Linked DNA regions of Sus scrofa: regions 2 and 3 are each linked to region 1. Evidence: chromatin contacts called from public HiChIP or PLAC-seq data. All regions are on one chromosome and are shown on one strand. The core of a region is the stretch at or near the end of the contact, and the rest is flanking DNA. Distances in the headings are between cores, read along the strand shown. Region 1 holds the start of UPF1 (regulator of nonsense transcripts 1). Region 2 holds the start of KLHL26 (kelch-like protein 26). Region 3 holds the start of C2H19orf60.

The links. HiChIP or PLAC-seq counts read pairs in DNA pulled down with a chosen protein or histone mark.
Region 2: an H3K27ac HiChIP or PLAC-seq map of skeletal muscle shows a contact between it and region 1, with 6 times the contacts expected there. The contact joins the promoter of KLHL26 here to the promoter of UPF1 in region 1. A contact is called at or near these places in 1 of 47 Hi-C or Micro-C datasets (mesenteric adipose tissue) and 2 of 2 datasets of contacts at active chromatin or transcription factors (alveolar macrophages and skeletal muscle).
Region 3: a contact with region 1 is called in an H3K27ac HiChIP or PLAC-seq map of alveolar macrophages. The contact joins the promoter of C2H19orf60 here to the promoter of UPF1 in region 1. A contact is called at or near these places in 1 of 5 promoter capture datasets (fetal liver), 12 of 47 Hi-C or Micro-C datasets (alveolar macrophages, embryonic fibroblasts, epiblast stem cells and 8 more) and 2 of 2 datasets of contacts at active chromatin or transcription factors (alveolar macrophages and skeletal muscle).

What each region holds. Positions count from the first base shown.
Region 1 is chr2:59,011,008-59,015,771 of Sscrofa11.1, reverse strand. It overlaps UPF1 (regulator of nonsense transcripts 1), which reads left to right and starts at 2,226. Exons shown (of 24, transcript XM_021083471.1): 1 at 2,226-2,766. The coding sequence starts at 2,545.
Region 2 is chr2:59,192,093-59,196,894 of Sscrofa11.1, reverse strand. It overlaps KLHL26 (kelch-like protein 26), which reads left to right and starts at 2,947. Exons shown (of 3, transcript XM_003123523.5): 1 at 2,947-3,101. The coding sequence starts at 3,025.
Region 3 is chr2:59,235,334-59,239,860 of Sscrofa11.1, reverse strand. It overlaps C2H19orf60, which reads left to right and starts at 2,790. Exons shown (of 5, transcript XM_005652933.3): 1 at 2,790-2,946; 2 at 3,041-3,123; 3 at 3,398-3,648. The coding sequence starts at 3,045. It overlaps LOC106508380 (a long non-coding RNA gene), which reads right to left and starts at 3,650. Exons shown (of 2, transcript XR_001305188.2): 1 at 3,324-3,650; 2 at 2,600-3,214. It overlaps UBA52 (ubiquitin A-52 residue ribosomal protein fusion product 1), which reads left to right. Exons shown (of 5, transcript NM_214211.1): 3 at 1-33; 4 at 670-772; 5 at 862-1,057. The coding sequence ends at 955.

The DNA.
Region 1 (4,764 bases), core at 977-3,476:
CATGGCATATGGAAGTTCCCAGGCTAGGGGTCCAATCGGAGCTTCAGCTGCCAGCCTATGCCACAATCACAGCAACACCAGATCTGGGCTCTGTCTGTGACCTACACCACAGCTCACAGTAACGCCAGATCCTTAACCCACTGAGTGAGGCCAGGGATCGAACCCACAATGTCACGGTTTCTAGTTGGATTCGTTTCTGCTGCACCACAATGGGAAGTCCTTAACATCGGTTTTATCTGGTATTATCATAGCTAATCCAGCTCTCTCTTGGTTACCATTTGCATGGAATATCTTTTCTATCCATTTACTTCCAACCTACTTGTCTTGGAATCTATAGCGAGTCTCCTGTAAGACAGCATAGTTGGATCACGATTTTTTAAAAAACAAATCAATTCTGACAACTTCTTCTTTTTTTTTTCTTTGTCTTTTTAGGACCACATCTGCAGCATATGGAAGTTCCCAGGCTAGGGGTCAAATTGGAGCTGTAGCTGTCAGCCTATACTACAGCCACAGCAATGTGGGATCCAAGCCGTGTCTGTGACCTACACCACAGTTCATGGCAATGCCTGATCCTTAACCCACGGAGCGAGGTCAGGGATTGAACCCGAGTCCTCATGGATACTAGTCAGGTTCGTTACTACCGAGCCACAATGGGAACTCCTTTTTTAAGTGGAGAGTTTAATCATTTACATTTAATAAATTACTCATAGGGACTTATTTCTGCCATTTATTTCTATATGTGGTATCTTTTCCCCCCAATTTCTCCTTTATTGCTTTCTTTTGTGTTAAATGGTTATGTTTTAGTTTATCACCCACAGTGCCATTTTGTCTTTTCTTGTGTGTGTCTTTTAGGGCCGCACCTGCGCATATGGAGGTTCCCAGGCTAGTAGTCTAATCAGAGCTACAGCTGCTAGCCTACACCACAGCCACAGCAACGCGGGATCTGAGCCTCGTTTGAGACCTACACCACAGCTCATGGCAACGATGGATCCTTAACCACTGAGTGAGGCCAGGGATCGGACCCACAACCTCATAGTTCCTAGTCAGATTAGTTTCCACTGCGCCACGACAGGAACTCCCACAGTGCCATTTTGCGAATGTGAGTATATGTAGGAAATAAGAGGATATCCTTAGAAGTGGAATTGCTAGATCAAAGGCAGGGTAGGGCATGCATTTAAAACTCCGAGAGGGACCTCCCATCATGGCTCAGTGGTTAAGAAACCCAATCTAGCATCCATGAGGATGTGGGTTCCATTCCTGGCCTCGCTCAGTGGGTTAAGGATCTGGAATTGCCATCAGCTGTGGTATGGGTCACAGACATTCCTCAGATCAGGGCCGAAGTGGCGGCATATGGAGGTTCCCAGGCTATTGGTCAAATTGGAGCTACGGCTGCTGGCCTTTGCTGCAGCCACAGCAACTCCAGATTCAAGCCATGTCTGCAGCCTAGGCCACAGCTCACAGCAATGCCAGATCCTTAACCCACTGAGGAGGCCAGGGATCAAACTTGCATCCTCATTATTCCTAGTCAGATTTGTTTCCACTGAGCCACTACCGGCACTCCCCTCAGCCCATCTTAATGGTTATTATTTCCCTTTCCCAGCGGAGGAAATCCTAGGCTGAGACGTGAAATCATTTGCACAAAGTCACACAGCCAGTAGGTGGCCAGGTCTGGATTTCAAACCTGAGCAAGTGCTCCCAAGTGCTTTGTTATATACTGCCTCTGAATAATATTATAATTGTACAGAACTGCTGCAACCACCATTTCTGCGTGCTATGTGCTGTGCTAAGGGCTGTCCCCACTAATTTATTCAACAAATGCACACTGAGCAGCTACTATGTGCCAGGCATCCCCATTTTAAAGGTGAGGAAACAGGCCCAGGAAGATTCTCTAAAAGATGGGGACGCACCGCACCGTCCTCGACAAGCTTCCCCAGCTGGGTTCCACCTGTGTAAGGTATTCAGTTGGCGGTCAATTAACCCAAGACATTGTCGCCGCCCCTAAGGGCAAGGACCACCACATCTACACCATCCGCTGCCCAGGCGCCACGGAGGAGCGGTTGGAGCGAGACTAGCTTCTCGAGCCGCCGTCGGGAAGACGGTTGGAAGCCCCGCCTCCCGCGCTTGCGCGCTGCGCGTTCTGTCGGCCCACTCAGCTCCGGGAGTCCGGGCGCGGTAGGAGGCGTCCTCGAGGAGCGCGTTCGTCTGCGCCGGCGTCGGGCTCGCGCACGCGCACCTGCGGCGGCGTCGGGCTCGCGCACGCGCACGGCGGCGGCGGCGGTTCCTGCCGGGGGCTGCGAGGGCGGGCGGCTCCGAAGGAAGCGGTGGTACTGAGGGGCTCAGCGGCAGAGGCGGCGGCTCGGCGCGCGTGGCTCTCGACCCGGTTCGCACCGCGGCGGGCGTTTTGATCTTGTCCAGGAGCGCGGGCGCGGCGGCGGCGGCGGCGGCGGCGGCGGCGGCTGCCCAAGACCTGCGGCCTAGGCCTCAGCGCAGCGGCGGGCTCGAGTGCGGCGCGGAGCCGGCCTGAGGGCCCTACGCGGCGGCACCATGAGCGTGGAGGCGTACGGGCCCAGCTCTCAGACGCTCACCTTCCTGGATACCGAGGAGGCCGAGCTCCTCGGCGCCGACACGCAGGGCTCCGAGTTCGAGTTTACCGACTTCACCCTCCCCAGCCAGACGCAGACGCCCCCCGGTGGTCCTGGAGGTGGAGGCGCTGGGGCCCCGGTCGGCGCGGGGCCGGGCGCGGCCGCCGGACAGCTCGACGCTCAGGTGAGCGGCACATGGCGGCGCCGGAAGATGGGGCCAGGCCTCGGCGGCCGGGAACCTGCCCTGGCTCCCCCTCCATCGGGGCAGAGGCTGATGTGCTCGTGTTTCAAACTCCAGTCGGGCCTGGAGTAACCTGGCGGGGTCTCTCCCATTCAGGACGTCCCCGGAGTAACCTGCCCCGGCTCCCGCTCTCCAGCCGGATCCAGGCAAACCTACCTCAAGTCCTGCTCTGGTTGCGTCCGGGTGATTTCAGGATCTCGTTCAGGCTAGGTCTTACGCGATCTGTCCCAAGTCCCCTTCCGGGTCTGTCTTTGGCCAAGTCGGGGATGACCTGTCCCCGAGTTCTCCAGCTGGGTCGGTGATCTGCTCCGGTCCCCTCCTCTGGCTGATCCGACCGCCCTGCCCCACCCCCTTACCTGTGGTCGGAACCTTCAGAGCACTCTCCCTTACCCCTCTTATGCCCACTGAGCGGCGGATTCAGATTTCCCTGGGCTCAGGGACGCTGGTGAGAGGAGGGTCGAGGCTCCCCCAGCAGAAACGGAACTTTTGCCTCCAGTCGTGAACCCCATACTCGTTGGCTTTTAAGATTATTCAGGAGGCAGTTTGCGTTTTGTTTTTCTTTCTGGCATTGCCTGTTGCTGAAACCGACCTGTTACGTAACTCCGCAGCCCTGCCTTGGAAAAGTTGGGTTTGAGTTTGTTCCTCCAACGGGGTAATAGTGGTGGGTTTTACTTAAATTGGTCTGCCACGTCAGAGACTTTTGTTCTTAATGATGTGAAGACTATTTTAAATTTGGGTTTGTGTTATGAGAAGTATTGGGCATACACTTCCTGGATCTGGGGCCCTGCCCTAGGGTGGGCAAGGGGGCTGGCTGTGGTCTTGAACTGGGCTCACTTGGGAATGTAGCCATCATCTTCTGAATCTCAGATTCCATTTCTTTGCCTGGTACCTCCTTTGATTTTATTTTCCTGAATTCTCAGCCGTGGAGGAGATATAGGGCTTGCCTTGTTGCAGGTGTCCCTTGACATGAGGACCCACCGTCAGATCTTGGGGAGCCAACCTGTCCTCAGCCAGAGTGAGCTTAGACCCTGTCCTGGGGAAGGGGGCTTACATTGTAGTTGGTTGAGTCACTCCCATGGGTAGACCACCCACTTGGACTTTCTCTTAGCCCCTAATAGAAGCAAAAAACATTTGACTCATTCTAACCTCAGATTCCTTAAAAATAGATGCTTGATGGGTGGGGGCATCAGGGAGAACAGGTGTGCATGTATGTATGTTTTTTCAGTTTTGTTTACATATGATGGGGGAAGTTAGAGGGGAAAGTTTGCATGGAGACATGAATGAGCCACCAGAGACTCTTGATAACACTTGTAGTTTCATACCTTGTAGATTTGTTCCCACAACTTTAAAATGGGGGTAACAGCTCTTATTTGGTTACCTTTAGACATATGTGAAATTGGACTTCTGTATGAACGGATAGACCTGATAGTGTTGTCTATAATTTGCGTCCACCATGTCCGGGAAGCTGAGGATAAAAATCTCTTGGTTGAGCAGTGTGTCATGACCTATGGTAGCTCAGGGTTGTGAAAGGTAATTGTTTTATTGCAAATCCTTTTTAAACTGTAGCCTATAAAACAGCAAACCTGGGCAGCTCCAAGTTGTAGTTTTGGTCCTTGGTTTCTGTTTTCGGTTAATTGTGGGGGCGTGTCCTCTTTTAGTTGCAATAATTGATTACTTTTCCTGCACCTGACCATTGAACTGTACTAAATAAGAGCATTAAAACACTCCACTGGAGGGAAACATTATAGTTGAACTCATTTGAATTCTGATGACATCAAAACGGTTTGTCCTTCCTTACTTTAACTCTGTAGCCTAACTTTGGATTTGTATTTTGGGGAGTAATATCCTTGGAGTCACAAGAGGAAGCTTTGGATTTGGGGGCAGGAGAGTCTGAATAGAACCAGAAAGTGGAAAAAAATTGAGTATCTCCTGTGCCAGTTG
Region 2 (4,802 bases), core at 1,698-4,197, 180 kb before region 1:
AGTTGGAGCAACCCACCCAAGGTGGCCTTGAGGCTCATAAGAAGTGGATGCAGAACTAAGGGTAATAGCAAAGAGAGTGAGCATTTATGTGATGGTGACCTGTCTAGTTTATAGAGAAGCAGAAGGCGGCTCTAGGCTCAACAGCTTGTTCTGAGGCCACTCAACGGTGAAGGGCAGACACGGTGGATGAAGCCCAGGCGTGAAGCTGTAGGAAAGCATGTCTTTGCTGGAGTTTCTGTCGTGCCTCAGTGGTTAATGAACCTAAGTAGTATCCATGAGGAAACGGGTTCAATCCCTGGCCTTGCTAAGTGTGTTAAGGATCTGGTGTTGCTGTGGCTGTGGTGTAGGCCAGCAGCTACAGCTTCAGTTTGACCCCTAGCCCGGGAACATCCATATGTTCTTTTTAGGGCAGGTATGGCCCTAAAAAGATAAAAGACAAAAAGAAAAAAAAAATAAAAGAAAGCAAGGCTTCTCCTAATTCCCAGGCCTCAAGTTTCTCCTCTGTAATACCTGGGGGCTATAAGGAGACTGCCCAACTCCAACCTGTGGCTGTGAGGCCCACAGCTGTTTCAGAACAGTGAGCAGGTGGTGAGGCCCTTTGCCTCTGGGAGAGCTGTGCCGGCTGTGGGCCAGATGGCGGCCAGGCCCATAGATGTGGCCTGCCATGTCCCTGCCTGTGGGCTCTTCCAGACCACAGGTCATCATTACTGGACAAGAGTGTGCAGTAACATTCATGGGCCCTCCCTGTCCCCACCTGCCTCTGCTGCATTCCAGGTGTTGCAGCCAATCAGGTTCAGGGGGAGCCTCGCTCTGCCTGCCCCCGCCCCACCCCATCCCATCTATTGTATCTTCTGTTAGCTCCACCTGGAAAGTACATCCTGGATAGGATCACCTTCCATTGTTCCCTGGCCACCACCCTGGGATGAGTACCATCTTTTGGCCAGGAAATCTTGCCTCCTAAGCAAGGTCTCTAATCCGAGATATTGCCTCCAATTGTGGGTGTTGTTTCCATTCCCTCCACTCACAAGCCACCCCTCACCACCTCATTTTATGGAGGGGAAATGCCTCCACAGTGGTCCACAAAGTCACCAATGACTTATAGCACCCCTAATTTCTGCCCACCCCATCTTCTCCTCCCTTCTCCCTCTCCCTCACTCTTCCCTGCCAGGCAACACTCCAGGCATGCTCCTACCTCAGGGCCTTTGCACTGGCTGTCCTGTGCTGTGTGATCTTGGAGTGCTTAGTATGTCCACAGACCATGCATCTGTAGTGTGCTACATGCGAGCGCACAGCCAGGGGCCCAGTGAGCTTCTGGCTTATTTTTGACTGTGTGTCTGACATGTGGGTCAAATCTGGGTGTTATGAAGTGTGCGTGCATATGGATACCAGTGACTGCAGCCGTCTCTGTGTTGAGTGTGGGAGCGAAAGGTCTCTGCTGAGTGGGGTTTGATGCCTGCATGTGGTTCATGTGGAACAAAGGCTCAAATGGCAGGCAGACCACAGGCAGGGAAGGGAGTGTGTGCAGAGGTAGCTGGCACGTGAGCTGCTCATGCATTCACACATTCAATATTTATCGAGTGCTTATTATATGCTGGAGGGGTCAGCAAGGCCATATCAACTTGCACAGTGTCAACTCCTGAGCATTTTACACAAATGATTGAGTACCTACTGTGTACCTGAACCTCTGCTGGAGATGGATCAATTGAGTCTGGTTCTCTCTGAAGGAGCACACCCAGGCAGGCCCCTTGCTTCTGCCTCTGGGGTCCCCGGGCCCACGTCTGCCCCCCTTTCCCAGAGCTGACTGCAGGAAGTCTCTGAGCCCCATCTGAACCCCTGGACCCTGCCCAAGGCTGCACAAGGGAGGGTTTGCTAACTCAGGAGGTGAAGGAATATATGGGTTCAAGGCTGGAGAGAAAACCCCGCAAGCTTGAACCTTTGCAGGGTAAGATTCTAAGCTTTTAGTGGCGGTGGGTGTGGCGGCCTCAAAATCTCTGAAAACTTTACAGAGGCCTTCTTGGCTCTGGGCTCCACGGAGTCCAGAAGGGAGAAGGGGAAAGGTAGGCAGGAAGGAAGAAGAACAAGAGAAAAAACAAGGAAACAGATGCTGGATTTTGAGCCCTGGCTGAGATTAGGGTGTTTGGAGTGCTGGAGCTAGTGGATCCAAGGGGGTTGGGTCTGGTGGAATGGGCTTTGGGGGCTTAAGTGGGTTCGAAGGGTCTGGGGGCAACGATTTGGGGGAGTGGAGTTTAGATTTGAGTAGAGGACGGGGGAGATAGCTTGAGGACACAGGTTTTGGGGTGTGGGAACCAGAATTGAGAGTGAAGCAGGAGGTTTGGGGATCTGATTGCAGATGATTGGAATCTGAGGGTGGAGGCTCTGGAAAGATGCGGGAGGATTGGTACCCAAAGATGGGTGGGAAGTCTGAGTTCGAGTCTGACGGAGGTCGCAAGGATGGAGTGACCCTGGAAGGAGGAAGAGGGGATTCTCAGAGGTCTTTGACTAATTTTCCCATGCCCCTCCTCTCCTCTCAGCCCCACCCCTCCTCTTCCCAGAGCAAACCCCGCTCCTGAAGTGCCATACTTCACCATCCGGCTTCCCACCCCACCCATTTCTCCCTGGTCCCCCTCTCTCCACACCCACAGCAAGGTTGCCTTTGCCCCGCCCCTCCCAGAAGGCCCCGCCCCTTACCCCGGACACAACTCTCGTAGAATCTTGCCCCTTTCCCCTCGTCCTTCTCCCGCCAATTCTCCGACCCTCCTCAGACCCACGCCTGCGCCTGGTCCAAGACTCCATCCCTCTCCCCAGGCTCCACCCCCTAGCTGATCCGACTCCCGCCTTCGCCCGCTCCCCCCCAAGCCCCGCCCCCTCCCAGGCCAGGACCCCTCCCTCTTCAAACCCGACCCCACCCCTCGCCCGTGCCCCGCCCCCCGCAGAACAGGCCCCGCCCCACCCCCCACGACTTAGTCTCCCCGGCTGGCGCGCTCGGTTCCCGTCACTAGCACGCGCGGTGGCGGCGGCTGGAAGATGGCGGAGTCTGGCGGCGGTGGTGGTGCTGGTGGCGGCGGCTTCAGCGCGGGTCCGGGCCCCGAGCGCCCGAGCAGGTGAGACTCAGCCTGCAGGGTGTGCCTGCGCCTGCCCCTGGGGCCGGTGCGACCTATGGGGAGTCCTGGGGATCCTGAGGGGCTGAGGAGAGGCCTGAGCCGGCTCGAGGATCATTATGGGGGCTGCGGGCTTTAGGGTTCCATGGAGTACTAAGGGGACTGAGGGCTGTTCAGGGGGCCTCTGAACGCGAGCTGGGGACCCCAGCAACTCCAGGCTTCTGCATGCGGCACTAGGGGCCTGAGAGGGCATTGAGAGCTACAGCTGTCTATCTGAAGGGAAACACCAGGGCTTCTGACTGTGATGTAGTCATGGGGGAACTGATGATGCCAAGTGGTCTGGGAGTCAGGGAGGTCCTGAGCAGAGGCCTTAGACAGTTTTGAGGTTGTTGAGGCTGTCTTGGGGACTCTGAGAAGGGGACCCGAGGGCAGTTTGGAGAGACTGAGGCCTGGGGCTTTCTGGAGGGTGCTGAAGGACCCTAAGGTTTCTGAAAGTAGTCCTAAGAGCATGCTTAGGGGACTTGGGATGGGTGAGGACTGTGGAAGTTTGGGAGTAGGAGACTCAAGTGAACCTGAGGTTCTGAAAGAGGCCTAAGGGACCTGGGAGAAGCTGAGAGAGGAAGCTGAGGGGCCGTGGGGGTCCCAGGGGTCCTGAGGGGCTGGAGTGGGCCTTGGGGAGCCTGAGGGTGGTGAGAGTGCCCTGAGGGTCTTAAAAAACATGAGAAGTGTCCATCCTTGGTACTCCTTCCTCCAATCCCCATGGTATGTAAATCCCACACCTCCTGCCCCAGGCTATAGAACTTGAAACAAGGTCTTGCTCAGATCAAGGCAGAAGAATTTACTCCCTTTGGTCAGAGAGAGGCCAAGTCCTGAGACTGGTAGCTTGAACCTCAGAATTGGCACAGCAATTGAAGCTGTCTGTATGCATTTTTTTAGGTTCTCAGAGGGGAAGAAAACCTACTTTAGGATGCAAGATGTCCCTCCCTCTTTCCATTGCAAAAAGCCAGGGTGGTCCAGACCCTCTCTTCCCAGCCCCGCAGGACAACCTGATACCCTTGGCTGGCCAAGGAAAAAATTCAAGCTTTATCTCACTGGTGAGCTCATGGGAGCAAATAATTTCGGCCAACACGATAAATGATAAAGTGGTCAGTCCTTGTGTGCTTCAGAGTCAATCCTTGTTGTGGGGACCTGGGCTGAACTAGGCCAGAAAGGCCTGATGGTCCAGGCACACGAGTTGGGCTTGGAGGCCTTTAGTGGGGAGCAAGGAGAGGCCAGAGGATTTGGGAAGACATTCAGGGGGTAGATGGGCAGGACTTGGTGACCTGTAGGAGATGGCATGTAAAGGACAAACTAGAGGGGATAGCAAATCCTAGGACCCTGCCTGGGCCCTGAGTAGGGATAATCTGGGGCAAGTGTGAGGTATAATTAGTTACATGCTATACAATTCACTCATTTTAGCTGAACAGTTCATTGAGTTTTAATAAATTTATAGTTATACACCCACTAATACAACTGGGTTTTTAGAATGCATCCATCACTACAGTGAATTCTGTCAAGCCTGTTGCAGTCAACTACTCTCCCACTTCCAACCTCAGGCACACTCTGCTTTCACCTGCTACAGTTTTGTCTTTTTAGAAATTTTATATGAATGGAGTCATATAATATGTAGCTTCTTGTGTGTGGCTCCTTTCCCTTACGGAATTG
Region 3 (4,527 bases), core at 1,541-4,040, 220 kb before region 1:
GCCGCACTCTCTCAGACTACAATATCCAGAAAGGTATTGGGGCGAAGTGGCTAATAGGACTTCAGTGAGACCTGCGACCCAAGAAGAGGCACTGACAGCCTCTTTGGCACCAGAACAGGGCCGCAGGGGGAGGGGTGGTTATTAAGGGTGAGGACCTGATAGAGCTAGAGAGTGTTGTTTTGTAAGATAACTGTTTTCATCACTGGAAAGCATCTTACGATCTCCACCTGTGTTTTCAAATGGCAGTGGTTTCACATGTTTTTATTCACCTTTTTTAAAAATTTAAGTTGTGCGTGTTTTAATGTGACAGCTACTGTAAAAAAATCAGCATCACTTTTTGCAGTGAAAGATTAGCTATATTGCTTAGCAAAGTAGAAGGCATCACTTATAATTGCCTTGCCTGTGGGGAAACTCAGATGGACACCACTTTTGGTATATACTAGTCTCAGACCCCCCCTGAGAACTGGTGGGAAATAACAGGATGCAGGTGGTGGGGTGGAATGGGGTGGTGTGTCCATCTACACATAGAACACCCCGGAGATTCTGATGTGTCCCCATCACACTTGAGAAGCTCTGGTCTACAGGGTGGTGGAGGCTGCCCTGCACTTGTGGAACTGAGGTGCTGGGCCTAGGCTTAGTTGCTGTCTCTCCACCCTTCATTTCATGTAGAGTCCACCCTGCACTTGGTGCTTCGTCTGCGAGGTGGCATCATCGAGCCCTCCCTCCGCCAGCTCGCTCAGAAATACAACTGCGACAAGATGATCTGCCGCAAGTATGCACTCTCAGATGTGGGGGCTGGGCTGGCCTTGGTTTGGAGGGAGTCAGGGTGTGCCCTTATCACTTCTTCTTGTCTTTGTTCAGGTGTTATGCTCGCCTGCATCCCCGCGCGGTGAACTGCCGCAAGAAGAAGTGTGGCCACACCAACAACCTGCGCCCCAAGAAGAAGGTCAAATAAGACCTTTCCACCAGCTTCTCCTTTGTCTGCAGGGCAGCCTCCTGCCCAAGCCCCATGGCCCTGGGGCCTCAATAAAGTTTCCCTTTCGTTGACTGGAGCAGTAACTGGTGTCCCTGTGGCTGGTCTGTCCAATGGGGAGGTGGTTGAGTGTAGGTGTCTCCCCTAGGGACTTGCTATTACCCAATTTGTCATAGTGCATGGGGGTCCTTTATCCTGGGTTCCAGCTGTATTATCTGTAAAATGGGCCATGGTCCCTGCCCTTCCCATCTGAAGTTGTCATAACCACAGCACAGGAAAGTTTGAGCCACACATAGCCTGCCCATCTGGGTTATGTTATCTATAACCTGAGAATAGACTAAGCCTAGTGTCTGATGGGGTCTGGTCAGGCACATTGACAACTCTCATTCTTGGGCCCTAAAGGTGTTCAAGTGTGGGCAGGTAGAAAGGAACACCCTCATCTCACATAAAACACCTGTTCTCAGTTTGGACTGACCATTAGCTTCTGGGCCCCACCCAAGACCAATGATGTTTGGGAAGGGCAGGCCCCAGCAAATCGGGTGAGGGTTGTAGTTCCCTGGTAAGACAATGCCTTTTTTTTGTCTTGCAAAAATTGGAGCTTGTAGATGACAACCCAAACCTAGACAGTGTTTCCTAAAAACAGCTGAGGAGTTCCCGTCGTGGCGCAGTGGTTAGCGAATCCGACTAGGAACCATGAGGTTGCGGGTTTGGGTCCCTGCCCTTGCCATGAGCTGTGGTGTAGGTTGCAGACGCGGCTTGGATCCAGCGTTGCTGTGGCTCTGGCGTAGGCCAGTGACTACAGCTCCGATTAGACCCCTAGCCTGGGAACCTCCATATGCCGCGGGAGCAGCCCAAAGAAATAGCAAAAAGACCAAAAATAAATAAATAAATAAAATAAATAAAAACAGCTGAGACCTGGAGTGTCATCTAAAGGCTGTCACTTAATACCCCAGGTGGTTGATTTTCATCTTGTTCAATTACCCCCTTCTCTTTAGGCCAGGCTACCACCATTTTTCTCCTCTACCCCATGAGCTCTATCTCCAGCTCCCAGGCCTCTGTGGTTAATATGAACCCCTGCTGGCCTCAGCCCTGCCCCAGACTCCCACATCAGGGCCTTTGCACAGGTTCTCCTAGCTCATTTCTGAGTAGTTCCCGGGGAATCTGCTGTGGACTGGGTTCCAGTGACTCCAGTGTCAACTTGCGTTCAGATTGTACTCTTTTTTTTTTTTTTTTTTTTTTGTCTTTTCTAGGGCCATACCCGAGGCATATGGAGGTTCCCAGGCTAGGAGTCTAATCAGAGCTGTAGCCACTGGCCTACGCCGCAGGCACAGCCACGCAGGATCCAACCTGTGTCTGCGACCTACACCACAGCTTGAGGCAACGCCGGATTCCTAATCCGCTGAGCAAGGCCAGGGATCGAACCCACAATCTCATGGTTCCTAGTCAGATGCGTTAGCCACTGAGGCATGACGGGAACTCCAGATTCTACTCTTGTCACAAGCTTATGGCATTAGATGACGGATATCACCTCAGGTTCCATTCCTTATTTGAGTGGAGATGGGATGTGAGGAGATGGAAGTCGAGCGTTGACATCGTATGGAAACAAACCGAGGAATACCCTTGCTCTATAGTGAACCTGTACATTTCAAGATCAAAAATGTTAAGAAGGCAGGCGCTGGACGGAAACAAGGGAGTGGGGGGTGCTTGGAGAGTGTCAGGACAGAGAAGCTGGCTGTCTTCGCTTCCCAGTCTTCCCCAGGATCGCTCAAGTTTTTCCTGCCGCAGGCTGGGTCTAGAAGCCTCCGGGCCTCCAGGGGGCGCCTGGCGCAGCGATGCAACCTGCTCCCGGGCGGGGCCAGGGCTGCGCAGTCATGATCACCGCCGAGGCCGCGGCAGAGTCGGCTGTCTCCGCGGTTCCTGAGGCTGCGGATAACACGGGAGGCCCGGAAAGAGAGGAGCTGGTGTGGCCTTGGGTGAGCTCGAGCCCGAGCGGGAACAGGCATGGGGTGGGCGGTGCAGGCCCGAGGGCGCCGTTTTCATGCCCCAGCCCTGCCCCCCGCCCCATAGAAAGATGCCCCGATCCGGGTGCTGGTACAGCGCATCCACCAGTTGCAGGCTGAGCGCGCGCAGGCCTTCCGTCGGCTGGAGGAGTAAGTGTGGGCGTAGGGGAAAGGAGAAGTCGCAAGGTTCAGCACCCAGCCCGCTCGCGGGACGGGTGCGCCGTGGGAAGAATCTGGGAACCTGAGCGAACGCAGTGTCAGAGGTGGGGCGGGATTTACAGGGAGACCAGATCTTTCCCCCTCCCCATGCGCAGGGGTGGGCCCGTTTTGGGTTACCCTGCGGTACTCACAACGTCCTCCATACTCTGGGGTCCAGGGCAGGGACACTTCTTGGGGGGCTTTCAGGTGGTCGATTCGGGTGCAGGGACTGAGAGCTGGGACCGTAGCCTCAGGACCCCCACCTGCCACAGAGGCCACCGCCAGTACCTGAGCAGCGGCCCGCCTTACGACTTCCCGCGCTACCGGAGCACGGTACACGAGGTGACCCAGGCTTTCACCGCCGCCTCTCGGGAAGTGCTGGCGGTGGAGGCGGAGCTGACCGGACCCCGACAGCAGCCGCTGCTCGCGAGCCACGTGCGCAGGCTGCAGCAGCTGGAGGAGACGCGCCTGGCCACGGTGAGGCCCCGCCCGGCAGCAGTGTGTCCTACTCTAGGGCTTGTCTCTCGGGCCTTGGCCCATTGGGCGCCACTTGGGGGAGGGGCCAGATTCCGTCCTCTCAAGTCCCGCCCCTGGCGCCCCAGAATCCACTTCTTCTTGCCCCCACTTTAGTCGTCCATTAAGGTTTCACTGGAAATTTTCAGGTTTAGTCCCCTCTTGTCTGCCTCCACTTACATCCAGGTTTTTTTAGCCCCAGGACACGCCTACTCTATCCCAGACTCCGCCCCTACCGCGCTCCTTCTTCTCTGGCTTTTGCCAATACCCCAGATGTGGTACTCAACCCCCTGAAGATTGGGGGCCTTGAGTTTCCTGGCCGTGTCCCAGTCCCATTCCGAGTAACCTTAGACTCCCACCCTAGGTTCTGGGCCGGCTCCTCCCTCTAGGTTTCCATGGCCCCGCCTACTCTGCTGATGTATTACCATTCCCAGTCCAAATTCACCTCAAGCCACGCCTGCATCATAGTTTACATTGGGATTCCCATCCTGCACCGCGCAGGGACAACACGGGTTCCTCAACTCGCTGTGACACAAGGGAACTCCTCAGTCGAGGTTTTTGGCCTACATCCACCCTGGGATTATAAAGCCCCGGCTGGTCCCTGAGACCCCACGTACTTCACCCTGGACCACCAATCACTGGCCGAGATTTCACCACTATTTCCTTTCCCTGCCTACATGAGGCTGCGCCTGTGCTGTGCTCTGCACTGATTCTAGGGCCCGCCCATTCGGCCTCTGGCCTCAGGAGCCCCCTAAACCTAACCCCAGATTCCTCCTGGGCTTAGTAGCACCCCTTGAGACTTCAGCTTCCTATGGCCCCACCGTGGTGCTGGCTTTCCTGGTG